Linked DNA regions of Mus musculus: region 2 is linked to region 1. The links are chromatin contacts, called in public HiChIP or PLAC-seq maps. All regions are on one chromosome and are shown on one strand. Each heading gives the region's core, a stretch centred on a gene start, on an enhancer-like site or on the middle of the called end of the contact. The rest is flanking DNA. Distances are from core to core; before and after follow the strand shown. Region 1 holds the start of Psmd12 (proteasome (prosome, macropain) 26S subunit, non-ATPase, 12). Region 2 overlaps Bptf (bromodomain PHD finger transcription factor).

Region 1 (3,478 bases), core at 222-2,721:
GGAGAGATGGCTTAGTGGTTAAGAGCACTGACTGCTCTTCCAAAGGTACTGAGTTCAAATCCCAGCAACCACATGATGGCTCACAACCATCCATAACGAGATCTGACTCTCTCTTCTCGAGTGTCTGAAGACAGCTACAGTGTACTTACATATAATGAATAAATAAATCTTAAAGAAAAAAAAAAAAGACATGGATCACCAAGCCTGGCTCTCTGAAAGGTTTTTGTTTTTTGTTTTGTTTTGTTTTTTTATGATTTCTATGCTATGTCATAGCAATTCAGAGGGTATAGGTGATAAAACTTGTACAGGCCTTTAAAATAGCAATTTTCAGGCCATGGTAATGGCTTAGCTGGTAGAGGTGCCTGTTGCCAATCTTGAAGACCTGAGTTCAATCTCCAGGCTCCACATGGTGAAAAGCAAGACTGACTCCTAGACTCTGTCCCCTGACCTCCACATGCGTGTACATGCAAAAATGATAATGGTAAAGAATTGCTATTTTCTCAGAGACGTGATCTGAGTTGTCTTAGGCATTCTTGTTATCGGCACGGCAGATTGTGTGGAAACACAAAAACACTGATTGTTATATTACTGAGCTGCCCGGGGCCTAGCAAACACAGAAGTGGATGCTCACAGTCAGCTATTGGATGGGTCACACGGCCGCCAATGGAGGAGCTAGAGAAAGTACCCAAGGAGCTAAAGGGAACTGCAACCCTATATGTGGAACAACAATATGAACTAACCAGTACCCCGGAGCTCTTGTCTCTAGCTGCGTATGTATCAAAAGATGGCCTAGTCAGCCATCACTGGAAAGAGAGGCCCTTTGGACTTGCAAATTTTATATGCCCCAGTACAGGGGAACGCCAGGGCCAAAAAGGGGGAGTGGGTGGGTAGGGGATTGGGGGGGTGGGTATGGGGGACTTTTGGGATAGCATTGGAAATGTAAACGAGGAAAATACCTAATTAAAAAAAAATATGTATATATTACTGAGCTGCGCTGTCTGCCACACACCCCCCCCTTTTTTTAGGCGCAATTAAAAGTCAATCTCATAGATAATGCAGAGGAAACCTTAGAACTTTTTTGTCTTAAGGGTCAGTTTTAGCCTCCTCATTTAAAAATGGGAACACCGAGGACGAAGAAAAATCAAGTGCTCACCGACGGTTCTGGTAAATGGGTTTTCGACGTAGAAGAGGTAAAAAAAAAAAAAAAAATACGTGAGATGTTCTGCTGTGTCACATTTGCCCCCCTCAGACACGGACGCCTAGAACCTAGCTTGGGCGAGGAGACTGGAGTCCCCCAAAGCCCCGCCCTCACAAAACCCCGCCCATTCTTGGGCCTGCCCCTGCGCCATACGCCCCGCCTCCAGGGCTGTCTGCAGCACTGCCTGACTGGCGAGGGCCTCACGGGGTCCTTCCCGCGGGCTTCCGACGCACTGCCTGAGTGGATGAGCGGGCGACTTCCGGTGCGAGTGACGAGTGGTGGCCGAACCTGGGGTACAGCAGGGGACTCTTAGGCAGGGACCATGGCGGACGGTGGCTCGGAGCGGGCCGATGGGCGCATTGTGAAGATGGAAGTGGACTACAGCGCCACGGTGGACCAGCGCCTGCCTGAGTGCGAGAAGCTGGCCAAGGTGAGGGGAGGACGGCCGGCTGTTGGCGGGCGCCAGGGGCTGAGTCACGGCGTGGAGCCTGTCTAGGCCTCAGGGGGACTGCGGGCTGGAGCGTGCATCCTTGGTGTCTTCCTAGCCGGGGTTGGACCTGCTTGAGTGGGAGACCCCGGGTCTATCTTCCCGGGAGTCGCCGCAACCCGAAGCTCCCCAAGCCCTAGATAAATAAATGGTCATCTCTTGCCCATCGAACTTGACGTCTGGACTTAGTGCTTGCTCTTTCTTGGGACGCTAAGGAAGGTTTGGTTTAGTCCGTTCTCAGCTGCAGGCTGCATCAGAGAGTTTGGTTCTAATATTACTGTGGCCCGATCAGCTAATGTCCTTTAAGTGTATGTAAATCATGGCAGTGACTGGTCTTTGGTCAGTAGGACCATGAAAGTGATAATACTCACGCAATGAACGCGGGACCCTCTGCATCTTGGTGAGCTATCCAAGTGAAAGTGTTACTGGAACACGGAAGGAAGCTGATTGTTCTTATGGGAGAGAAGCTGACATTAGTAGCTTAGATTTGAGTAGGCTGAAGTAAAGTTGAGATGGTTACTTCTAGAGAGGACAATATAGGCAAGACAAACGGGATTTAAAAGTGCCAAGCCTGAGATGGCAGATATATGAACAATGGTGGTTTGTGGTGCTAGGGATCAAACTCAGGGTCACGCACACTCTAAGCAAATGCTCTACCATTGAACTAAAGAACACCATCCATCAAACCTTTATTATGGAATTAAGAGCATACATACCTTGACCCAAACATTTCCACACTCTATGCTATGTGTCTGGCAACTTTCTATATCAGTTTATACTTAAAGAAGCCAAGGCTGAAAGCATTTTGCCCGAGGTTGTAGTTAGTAATAGCCAAGGATTCAAAACTAGGTTTGCTCATTGCCTAGCCAATGTTGTTGGTTATTGATAATGATTGCACTCAGACCTCCTTAAACTCCTACAGTTCAGTGTCACCTAGGATACACTCACTAAGGATTGATTGTTTGGTTTTAAGAGAACTAAGTACAGAGTGTAGAATACTCACAAATATCAGCTGAGTGACCCTGCTGATTTGAATGTGAAACCAGGAGTGTAAAAATTTTAAAATTATTTTATGTATGGGTGTTTTGCCTGCATGTATGTTTGTACACTGGTTGTAAGTTTATATGTTCTGGGAATTGAAGCCAGTCTTCTGGAAGAGAAGCCAGTGCTCTTAACTACCTACCAAACCATCTTTCTACCACCTCCCACCCCCCCCAGGAATATGGATTTTTGTGTGAAATATTTTAATGCTTAAAACCCGGATGTTAATCTGTCTTAAAATGCTGGTTAAACCGATGAGCCAAAGAATTAAAAGACACCTTTAGGTAATGCCATCTCCTAACCATCCCCTTTGAAATGAATACAACTGTGGTATTCACAGCAGGTAAAAACATCATTTGCCTTAGAAAGTACAACTACACCAGCAGAGGTAGCTGGTACTTGTAATCTCAGCACTTGGGAGGTTCAGGCAGGAAGAGGATTGTAGACAAAGTGTTGTCCAAGAAAAGGCCAGTCCTGTTCTGTATGCCACAGTTCAGTTCCACTCAAGGGCCAGATGCTTTCCTGGGCGGATGATGGGAAATGGATGTCTCCAAACAAAGACTGGGCCTTTAAACTGGTTAAAAATGGAGACGTTTCAATTGTGGGGGCTTCTGTGTGTGTTGCTTTTGAAGACTGTGTGCTTGTGAAGCTAAGCAAGGGATATGTATGTGTGAGTTTATTACACTTGTTTAAGGGTCAGAAAAGAAGACTGGGAAGCAGGTGGACTCTTCCCCCTGAAACACAGGACAATA
Region 2 (3,459 bases), core at 623-3,122, 370 kb before region 1:
AGCATGGGTACACTTTAACTACTATTAGAAACATTCTTTTTTTTTTTGGGGGGGGGGGTTTCGAGACAGGGTTTCTCTGTAGCCCTGGCTGTCCTGGAACTCACTCTGTAGACCAGGCTAGCCTCGAACTAAAAAATCCGCCTGCCTCTTTTTTTTTTTTTAAACTTTTTTTTTAAAGATTTATTTATTCATTATATGTAAGTACACTGTAGTTGTCTTCAGACACTCCAGAAGAGGGAGTCAGGTCTCATTATATATGGTTGTGAGCCACCATGTGGTTGCTGGGATTTGAACTCTGGACCTTTGGAAGAGCAGTCAGGTGCTCTTACCCACTGAGCCATCTCACCAGCCCCCCTGCCTGCCTCTTATTAGAAACATTCTTACAAACAACTTCAGGTCCCAACTGCCAACAGCTATATATAGGGTTGAGAGCAAGCTATTTAATCCCCCTTAGCTTTAATCTCACATCTATACATTACAAACAGGTATAAAAACCTGTTACACTGTTGTAAAGATTAAAGAACTGTATAAAAATGCTCAGGACACCCAATGTGAATAGGATCTAAGTAAGGAGATAATATTCACAGGTTTCTAAAACTAAAGACAACCTAGACCTAAAAACCACCTAGACCAGACAACCAAAGATCTCAAGCTGTGTGTACACCACCAAACACCTCTGGTCTCCATGCATGAAAGAACAGCTCAAGAAAAGACATAGGTGCTAGCTGAAAAGACAAGACAAGACAGAGGCTACGGAAACCAACATCTAAGAAGCCAAGGAAGGGGCTGGGGAGAGGACCCAGGGACTCAAACCGGTCAGAGCAAAGAAACAACTCCCAAAATGATGCTCCCTAACCTTCACACAGACACTGCGTGGCGCACTGAGTGGCACACATGCTCCCTGCCCTCCACACAAAGGAGTGAGTGAGAAAGCACTTACAAAAAAAAGCCATGCTAGGCCCCCAACACACACACACAGTAGAGGACTTCCTGGTCTATGTTCATCCAGACATGACGCACCTAACCCTCAAGAGACTGGAGGCCCCAGGGAGTTTAAGAGGTGGCGGGGGGGGGGGGGGACCCCGCATGCCCGTGGAGATGGGGTGAATAGAGGGGTTGGGAATGGAATATGGAGTGTAAAAAATAAATTAAAAATAAAATAATATTAAAAGAAAAAAGCCATGCTAAAGAACAGCTGGCATGCTGGCTCATAACTCAGAGGTTATGATAATAATAACCCATAATCCGGAGGCTGAGGCAGGAGACTCTCAAGTTCCAGCCAGCTTGCCATAGACAGATATAGCTTGTTTCAAAACAAAACAACTAAAACCAACTTTTTAAAAAGGAGTTCTTTTAAAGGCATAAATTCAGGGTCGAGGAAAGAGGATTCCAAAAGCTGAGAGCATGTGGTCACGTGATCGCTGCCAATGTGAAAAGCAAAAAAAGGCCAAGCCCAGCTGCTGAGAATCCTCACTCGGATCTCAACAGGAATGGGGGGGGGGGGGGGGTTGCTGTCTATGAAACGGAACTGCTACAGGTCTGGTCTCTAGAGAATACAGTAGAGCTAAAATTCTCTGGATCAAAAGTCTCCATGCCTGGTGTGAACAATTCGGATCTGAAGGCTTTCGCTGACATGAGAAATGCTTCCAGCACACACAAAACACGCAGCCTGCTTCTAAGTGCACCCTGCGGACCAGGCCTGTGTGCTCCAAGCAGGACACCAGAAAAGGCACTTCAGTTCCACCAACCAGCTGCAGTAGATGGAGCTAAGGAGGGCTACAGACAGCAGGGCTTCCTAACACACAGGCAGGGACTGTCATGTCACCCCATAGCTAAGCTGAGCCACTTCCCCAGCCTCACTGAGACGGCCCACCCAGAGCTCACTGCTTCCAGTCAGCAGGTAGTTCCACAGTGCTAACCAGCGGTGAAAACTAAGATGCACAGACATCTGAGGTTAAAGACCAAAACAACTAACGGCAGAAGCAGCTTAGAAGAAGTTAAATCATGTACTAACCGAGTAAAGAAACAATTCTAAATACACCGAGAAACTGATCGCAGCAGCACACACCTGTGACCCCAGCACTGGGGAGCCTGAGGCCAGCCTAGACCTAGTTTACTTCACCAGCTCAAAAACCAAAGGACACCTGGGTGTGGTGACTCATTGTGGATCACAGCACTTTCCAAGCTAAGGAGGGAAGAATCCTGTGAATTTAAAGGCAGCCTTGAATCTTTTTTTTTAAAAAAAAAGTTAAAATAATACCCTCAGAAAGGTAAAACATGATTGGTTATTATTTTTTAAAAGAAAAGATTCAAGGTTTTTATTTTTACAAATAATAGCATAAAAGAACTCTTTAAAAATATGAGGCTGCATGGGGGCCCACAGAGACTGAACCACCAACCAGAAAGCATGCATGGGACAGTCCCAGGCTCTACATGTATGTAACTGATGTGCAAGTGGGTCTTCATGTGGGTCTGCTAACAGCAGAAGCAGGCGCTGTCTCCACCTCTGCCTGGCTTGGGACCCCTTCCCCTAGCTGGGCTGCTGCCTTGTCTACCCTCAGTAGGAGAAGATGCACTTGGTTCTACTGTAACTTGGCATGACAAGGTGGGTTGATATCCATGGGAGACCTCCTCTTCTCTGAAGAGAAAAGGAAGAGGGTATGGGGGAGGGGAAACACTGGGACTGGGGGAAGGAGGGAGGGGAAGCTTCCATTGGGATGTAAAATTAATTAATTAATTAATTAATTAAAAAAATATGAGGCTGGAGAACTGGCTCAGCAGTTAAGAACATGCACGATGCACTGGGTTTTGTTCTAATTGGTTTTTCAGATACAGACTCCCTATGTAGACCTGGCTGAGTCAGAGTCACATAGATCTGCCTGCCACTGCCTCCCCAGTGCTGATTAAAGGGGTGCATCACCACACCTGGCCTTTTTCTTGGGGAGGAGGGTAGACTCTTCTTGCTGAGGTCCTAAGTTCAATTCCCAGCACTCACATAGCAGCTAAGGATCCCAAGCTCTCTTCCAGCCTCCATGGGCACCAGGTACCCACAGAGTGCAGACAAGCACTGTAAAGAGATAGATAGATAGATAGATAGATAGATAGATAGATAGATAGATAGATAGATAGATAGGGAGGACAGACAGACAGGTAGGTAGATAGATAGACAAACAGACAGACAGATTAAATAAATGGATGTGAAAGTATGGGGAATGGTCAGACAACTCAATGGATTAAAAGCACTGGCTACTCTTGAAGAGGACCCAGGATTGGTTCCTCACCCTTCAAGATGGCTCACGCCTCTGTAACTTCAGGTATAGGAGCACCCACAGTGGCCTCTGCTGGCACTGCAAGCATATTGCACAGGCACACATGCAGGCAAAAAGCTAAATACATGGTAGCAGCTAAGAAAAAGTAAATAGTAGGGTTTAGAGATCAATATTTTTTTTAAATATTTAT

What was found. HiChIP or PLAC-seq counts read pairs in DNA pulled down with a chosen protein or histone mark.
Region 2: an H3K27ac HiChIP or PLAC-seq map of stem cell-derived epiblast-like cells shows a contact between it and region 1, with 5 times the contacts expected there. The contact joins the enhancer-like site here to the promoter of Psmd12 in region 1. A contact is called at or near these places in 4 of 39 promoter capture datasets (cranial neural crest, embryonic stem cells, hippocampal neurons and 1 more), 1 of 15 datasets of contacts at CTCF or cohesin (embryonic stem cells), 10 of 484 Hi-C or Micro-C datasets (CD4 T cells, Th1 cells, adipose-derived mesenchymal stem cells and 6 more), 21 of 115 datasets of contacts at active chromatin or transcription factors (the 230-238 cell line, the NIH/3T3 cell line, the SCID.adh cell line and 16 more) and 5 of 9 other capture datasets (adipose tissue, embryonic stem cells, liver and 2 more).

Annotation. Positions count from the first base shown.
Region 1 is chr11:107,478,057-107,481,534 of GRCm38.p6, forward strand. Psmd12 (proteasome (prosome, macropain) 26S subunit, non-ATPase, 12) reads left to right here and starts at 1,472. Exons shown (of 11, transcript NM_025894.2): 1 at 1,472-1,628. The coding sequence starts at 1,521.
Region 2 is chr11:107,105,754-107,109,212 of GRCm38.p6, forward strand. The region is part of intron 2 of Bptf (bromodomain PHD finger transcription factor); the gene reads right to left. Among named protein-coding and RNA genes, the nearest start is that of Bptf, 25 kb to the right of the region's middle. Within about 2 kb of position 1,873, at least 52 of the 459 cell types and tissues checked have an H3K27ac peak or open chromatin away from gene starts, as enhancers often do. A contact at or near this core is called in the 230-238 cell line, embryonic stem cells, epiblast stem cells and 1 more, where this site is marked.